Linked DNA regions of Ovis aries: region 2 is linked to region 1. Evidence: chromatin contacts called from public Hi-C data. All regions are on one chromosome and are shown on one strand. Each heading gives the region's core, a stretch centred on a gene start, on an enhancer-like site or on the middle of the called end of the contact. The rest is flanking DNA. Distances are from core to core; before and after follow the strand shown.

Region 1 (2,700 bases), core at 13-2,512:
TTTTCTTGGGATAATTGAAGATCACAATGCTCCTTCAAAGTGACTATAAAAGGGCTAAAATTAGTTGTTGTTTTTTTTAATTCCCAAAATGAAGTCCTTGTGCTTTTGCCAGACCATCAGGCTTTGACTGTGACAGACAGCCCTCCAGATCAGGTATTTGACTCAGAATCAGAGAAGCATTTGCACACATTTTTGGAATGTATTCAGTTCAGGGTACACCACACACCAGGGCCTGCTTTTACTCTGGGACTGTCTAACATCATCAGGGAAAGCGTTCTTTTTGTTTTGTTTTAACTTTAATAATATATTTTATTTAGCATAACATATATAAAATACTGTCATTTCAACATAAAAGTTACTGAGCTAAGTTTCACCCTTTAGGAAAAGCATTCTTGACAAAGATGCAAAGTGTTATTTTCACATAATATTCCAAGGTGATCGGTAATGACATGTGTAAAGGGTGAGAGATGATTCATGGCCGCCCACTCAGCTCCCAGGGAAGTTTCCGAAGCTGAGGTTGAATCATTCCACAAGGCGGTTGGCACGAGAGCCTTGGAAAGCCGTTCTGATTGCAAAAGCAGGCCTCTCACTTTCCTGAGGATGGTGATGGATGTCTCCCCTAGAGGACCTTGGTTTACTGGAAAAATATGACATTTGATAAATATTTTGAACCCAGATATATTTTCTTACTAGGAGAATAAGCATACATTTCTCTGTGAGGAGCAAATGCAGATTTGGAGGTACCCTTATTCTGGGACCACATAGTTGCCACTCTCTTTTATCAGCCTTTTAATGAATTACTATATTTAGCACCCATTCAAGCCTGCACCCAGAAAAGTGCAGATAAGCATAGTTCTATGAAACTCTGTATCAAGCATGCTTGTGAACTTGGGAAAGGACCACAGATATTCCCTATAAATAACCCCAAAAGATACTCATTTCCTTCGAAGACTTATTTAAAATGAATTTCTGGTTGAAATCCAATGACTCCTGGCAGATTTCCATCTCCCAGGGAGCACCATGGTAATTACAACTTGTTGGCATTCTTTTCAGCAATTTCAGAAGGAATACCAAACCAAGAATTAAGCACTGAAAGAGGTTGAATCATCCTTTCACCCTTGAATGTACTCATTTCCTTTGGTTCTGGCCAAAGTTTTTTGGAAGATATTCTTGTGAACTTCCGTTACTGTTGTAAGCAGTGGAAAAACAGAAGGCAACCTCCAGGATTGGGTTGCTGCAGCAGAAAAGAAAAAAAAAAAATGCCTCTGACCCACTGCATTAGTAGGAAGCAGTGGGAAAGATTAGGGGATTTCAGCCATAACTGCTGTGATGCAGATGTAACACTCGACTATCAGCAAGTATGGTGAATTCTATTCTCTTTTAATTTTGAAAATAACATTTTTAAAGAGTCCCCCGCCCCCCGTGTATTTGTTTTATCATCCGCAGCGTTGGATGGGCCTCCTCCCTCCTAATTTAAAAAAGATAGCTGAAGAAATGTTTGAGGGAGTTCTCTGGTGGTCTGATGGTTAGGATTTGGTGCTTTCATTGCCATGGCCTGGGTTCAGTCCCTGGACAATGAACTGAGATCCCACAAACACATCCCCCCAGAAAGAAGTATTGGTGATATTCTTATTTGACATGACATTGTCCCTGATAGTCTTGAAGTCTTGTCCCTCCTCATAAGGGAGGAAGGATATGTTGAAAAGTCGAAGTAACACTACATGGGACTAACGTAGGAGTGGTCCCATGGAAGCTGGAATTCCGTAGTTAAATGATGAAAGTCAGTAAGTGTAAATGCACTCTGAGCCCAGGAGGTCTCTCCATTCAGAAGACCTGAAGAGAGAAAGCTCAGGCTGGGTTGGATCAGAACAGACCGAGAGGAGGAAGTTGCTGGTGAGCAAGGGGATAAGGCAGGAAAGAGCAGAGTCCATAAGCAGAGGACGTTTACTGAGAAGGTGATTGTATTACTTTGCTCTGGCCTGTCCTCTGTGTCTCTTCCTCTTCTTCTAAGGACACCAGTCATATTGGATTAGGGCCCATGCCTGATGGCCTCATTTTAACTCGGTCACCCCTTTAAAGACCTTATCTCCAGCATTTTTAGGTGCTAGGGATCAAGGCTTCACCTGTAACACTAACAAAGCTTAAACACTTCAGAGACCCTGACGTAGGTGGGGCCCCTGTGAGTGCCAGGAGTTGTCCTGTTCAAGCTGGGGAGGGGAAGCCAGGTTGGAGTCAAGAAACACTTCTATGTAAGTATTTCTGGTGAGTTGCCAAGAGAGATGTCAAAAGAGTGGGATGGGGGTGGCCCTGAATGTTCAAATCTCCAGTGATTCCTTGTGATGCCTTTTTCATTCTAAATTAACGTTGACTGTCATATATAATTTTGTATTATTAATGTCATCTTTTTGTAAAAGATGGCTATATCATCTATAGTTGCAAAGCAGTAGGTTCCACAAATGGACCCACTCTTTGAAGTAATACACACCAGATTTAAGACTTATTGTGAGAAAAAGAATGTAAACAATCTCATTAATAATCTCTATATTGATCACTTGTTGAAATGATGCTTTGGATATACTGGGTAAAATAAACTATATGTAGTGCAGCAGCAGCAGTATTAAGATTAATTTCACGTGTTTCCTTTTTTAAAGTGGCTACTAGAAAAATTTTTAAATAACAAAAGTGGCTATATCATATTTC
Region 2 (2,700 bases), core at 98-2,597, 53 kb after region 1:
CAGGGCATCTTTCTGACACAGGGATCGGGCCCAAGCTTCTTACTTCTCCTGCATTAGCAGGCGGGTTGTTTACCACTAGTGCCACCTGGGAAGCCCTTCAAATATGCAGTAAAATGTTATTAACTATAATCACCATTCGGTACATAACATCCCATAACCTATTTATTCCTGTTCAATTTTGTTTCATCAGCACACTGCCTCTTCTAGGGTTTAATAAATATTTGTTGAATAATAAAAGTTCTGTGCTAGGCTGGATCATATTTGAGGCTTAAGTGATTATCCAGAAAATAGATTTTTACCACCTTTATGCAGGAACAAGGGACTTCCTCCTCTGAACTAAAACTGACTGATAGATTGTTAACCTTCCCCATATTTTATTTTTATTTTTTATTTTTTAAATCTGCATGCTATTTTATTTCCACTAGAAAAATATTACCTACATAAAATTTGGTCCAGTTTCTTCTCCTTTATCTCTGCCATTCAAATTTAAATGCTTTAGTTTTATTCAAGCAAAAATCACATATCTGACATAATAAAATACTTCCCATCATTAAATTAATAGGGTTTAGTTGAATTAGGTGCTTCTTCTTACTTTTCAGGCATAGTAGCTCATCTTTCCTACATGTTATTTCCTTCTACTTTTATCCTGCTGAGTTAACTCAGTAAGGCATGTCTGTTTTCCCACATCCAGCAGTACAAGTGTTACAGAAGTATAATTTGTAATATTAGTAACTAGATTCATCATTAACCTTCAATTCATATCGTTTCCCTTATTATATGGTATTTCCATAATATTTTCAGATATTTCAACCTTATACTTTCCAACAAGGATTAAGCCATTAGTTTAAAAATACTATTAAATTTCCAGACTAAATAACACTTGGCCCACTTAGAGTGATGCTGTCGTGAGAGGTCCTTGCACAGCTATTGCTTCGATCTCAACACGGTTTCCTTTGGGCAAAGCAGCAACCTGGTAAGCAGCTCTCGCCGGAAAACTACTCTGGAAATATTGTTTGTAGACATCATTGACAGCACTGAAGTCATTTATGTCAGCCAGCAAAACCGTTGCTTTTACCACATTCGTGAAGTCACAGCCTGCTGCTTTCAGAATTTCACCTATGTTTGTAAGAGACTGTTTAGCCTCTTCTGTCGCCCCTCCTGGCACAAGCTGTCCACTTGCAGGGTCCATGCCTAGCTGTCCTGAAATGTAAATGGTCCTGTCGACTAACACAGCCTGACTGTAGCGACCAATGGCCACGGGGGCTTTCGCGGTGCTGATTATCCTTCTGACCAAAGACGACATGGCTAACCCTTTTCCTTTGCTGCCCTTCGGAAACAACTACACAGCACACGGTTCTTGCTCGCGCTTCGCCTCCCTTCCCCATACTTTAAACTTCATGTGTTCAAAAGATGTAGTCAAAAAATGCCCTGACTGAATAAGAGAGCTATCATGTGCATGCTAAGTCACTTCAGTCATGTCCGACTCTACAACATTATGAACTGTAGCCCGCCAGCCTCCGCTATTGTAGGTAGAATTACAAGCAGGCTAAGATTTCCCCTCCTAAACCTTGCTTTTTCTCTTCTTTCACCATCCTATACCCGCTGGCATCTGGGTTTCAAATATTTTGGGAAAGGCTGAATACCAGGGTAAACAGTGGGAAAAGAATCCAGATTTGGGCTACGGAAGCGTCATCATAAATGAATGTTTTAAGGACAACCATTAAATTTCAAATTTAATTATTTCTCTGAATTGTATACTGTTTACAAACTATTTCACTACTTTCTACTATTTATCACATTTCCTTTGAACAGTAAAAATAAAAAACTATTTCCCACACACATTTCACAATGGTCCATTGAACACAAATTATATTACAACATTCTCCATGTGCAAAAGTCTTTTAGTTCCTGTGGGAGAGAAATAAATTTTTAAAGAGATTGCTTGGCTTGTATCACTAGAGCAGAGGTTTAAGCTAGCTGCCCCAGGGCTAAATGAAGCCCAAAGTTGAAACAGGGATGGGTTTCAATGTTGGTTGGTTGGTTTTTTTTTTTTTAATTAGTTGCCAGCATCTAAAAATTGTGACATCTGGTATAAAAATTTAGAAATCTAGGGGCTCTTGAAAAAAAAAATCTTTAAACCCAGGACAATGGGTTGCTGTGTTAACACAAGCCAACAACCAAGTGAGCCTGAGTGGCACTGCCCTCTTGGAGGGGCCCTGGGTTCCTCAACTTCTCACCATCCCATTATGACTTGCTTTCCTCACTGGCATTATCTGCATGACTGCCTGTAGATACCTGAGTTCTATTCTTTTCTTTAATGGAAAAAAAATGCAAGAAGGATGTCCTGGGGCAATATCAATGATACATAATATTAATCATCAGGAAAGAGGCTGAAGAATCCCATGGACAGAGGAACCTGGTGGGTCGCAAAATGGACACAACACGGGAATCAAAGGGTAGCCCAGTTAGTCACCCAGCCTTCTGTTTGGCAGTTTAGAAGTTCGCCATGTGATTTGTTTGCCTTGGTAATACAGCCCTTGAACGTGAAAACATCCACGTAAATGACAGGGCCTGGCTATCCTTGTGAATGACTTCCCTGTAATTGATGCTCCAACTGAGAGGAGTGTGGCAGGAAGTGAAGGGCAGCATCACAGGTCCTTATGTCAAATATTTTCTTTGTTGTTGGTTTTAACCTACCGT

Evidence for each region. Hi-C and Micro-C count contacts between places; a contact is called where the count stands out from the background.
Region 2: a Hi-C map of tail adipose tissue shows a contact between it and region 1, with 2.1 times the contacts expected there. The contact joins the promoter of LOC114111007 here to the enhancer-like site in region 1. A contact is called at or near these places in 2 of 16 Hi-C or Micro-C datasets (muscle and tail adipose tissue).

Annotation. Positions count from the first base shown.
Region 1 is chr26:22,980,714-22,983,413 of ARS-UI_Ramb_v3.0, forward strand. All of the region lies in intron 5 of DLC1 (DLC1 Rho GTPase activating protein), which reads left to right. Among named protein-coding and RNA genes, the nearest start is that of TRMT9B, 240 kb to the right of the region's middle. Within about 2 kb of position 1,263, at least 11 of the 54 cell types and tissues checked have an H3K27ac peak or open chromatin away from gene starts, as enhancers often do. A contact at or near this core is called in tail adipose tissue, where this site is marked.
Region 2 is chr26:23,034,111-23,036,810 of ARS-UI_Ramb_v3.0, forward strand. It overlaps LOC114111007 (2-iminobutanoate/2-iminopropanoate deaminase-like), which reads right to left and starts at 1,348. Exons shown (of 1, transcript XM_027962607.3): 1 at 783-1,348. The coding sequence starts at 1,303. The coding sequence ends at 890. The region is part of intron 5 of DLC1 (DLC1 Rho GTPase activating protein); the gene reads left to right.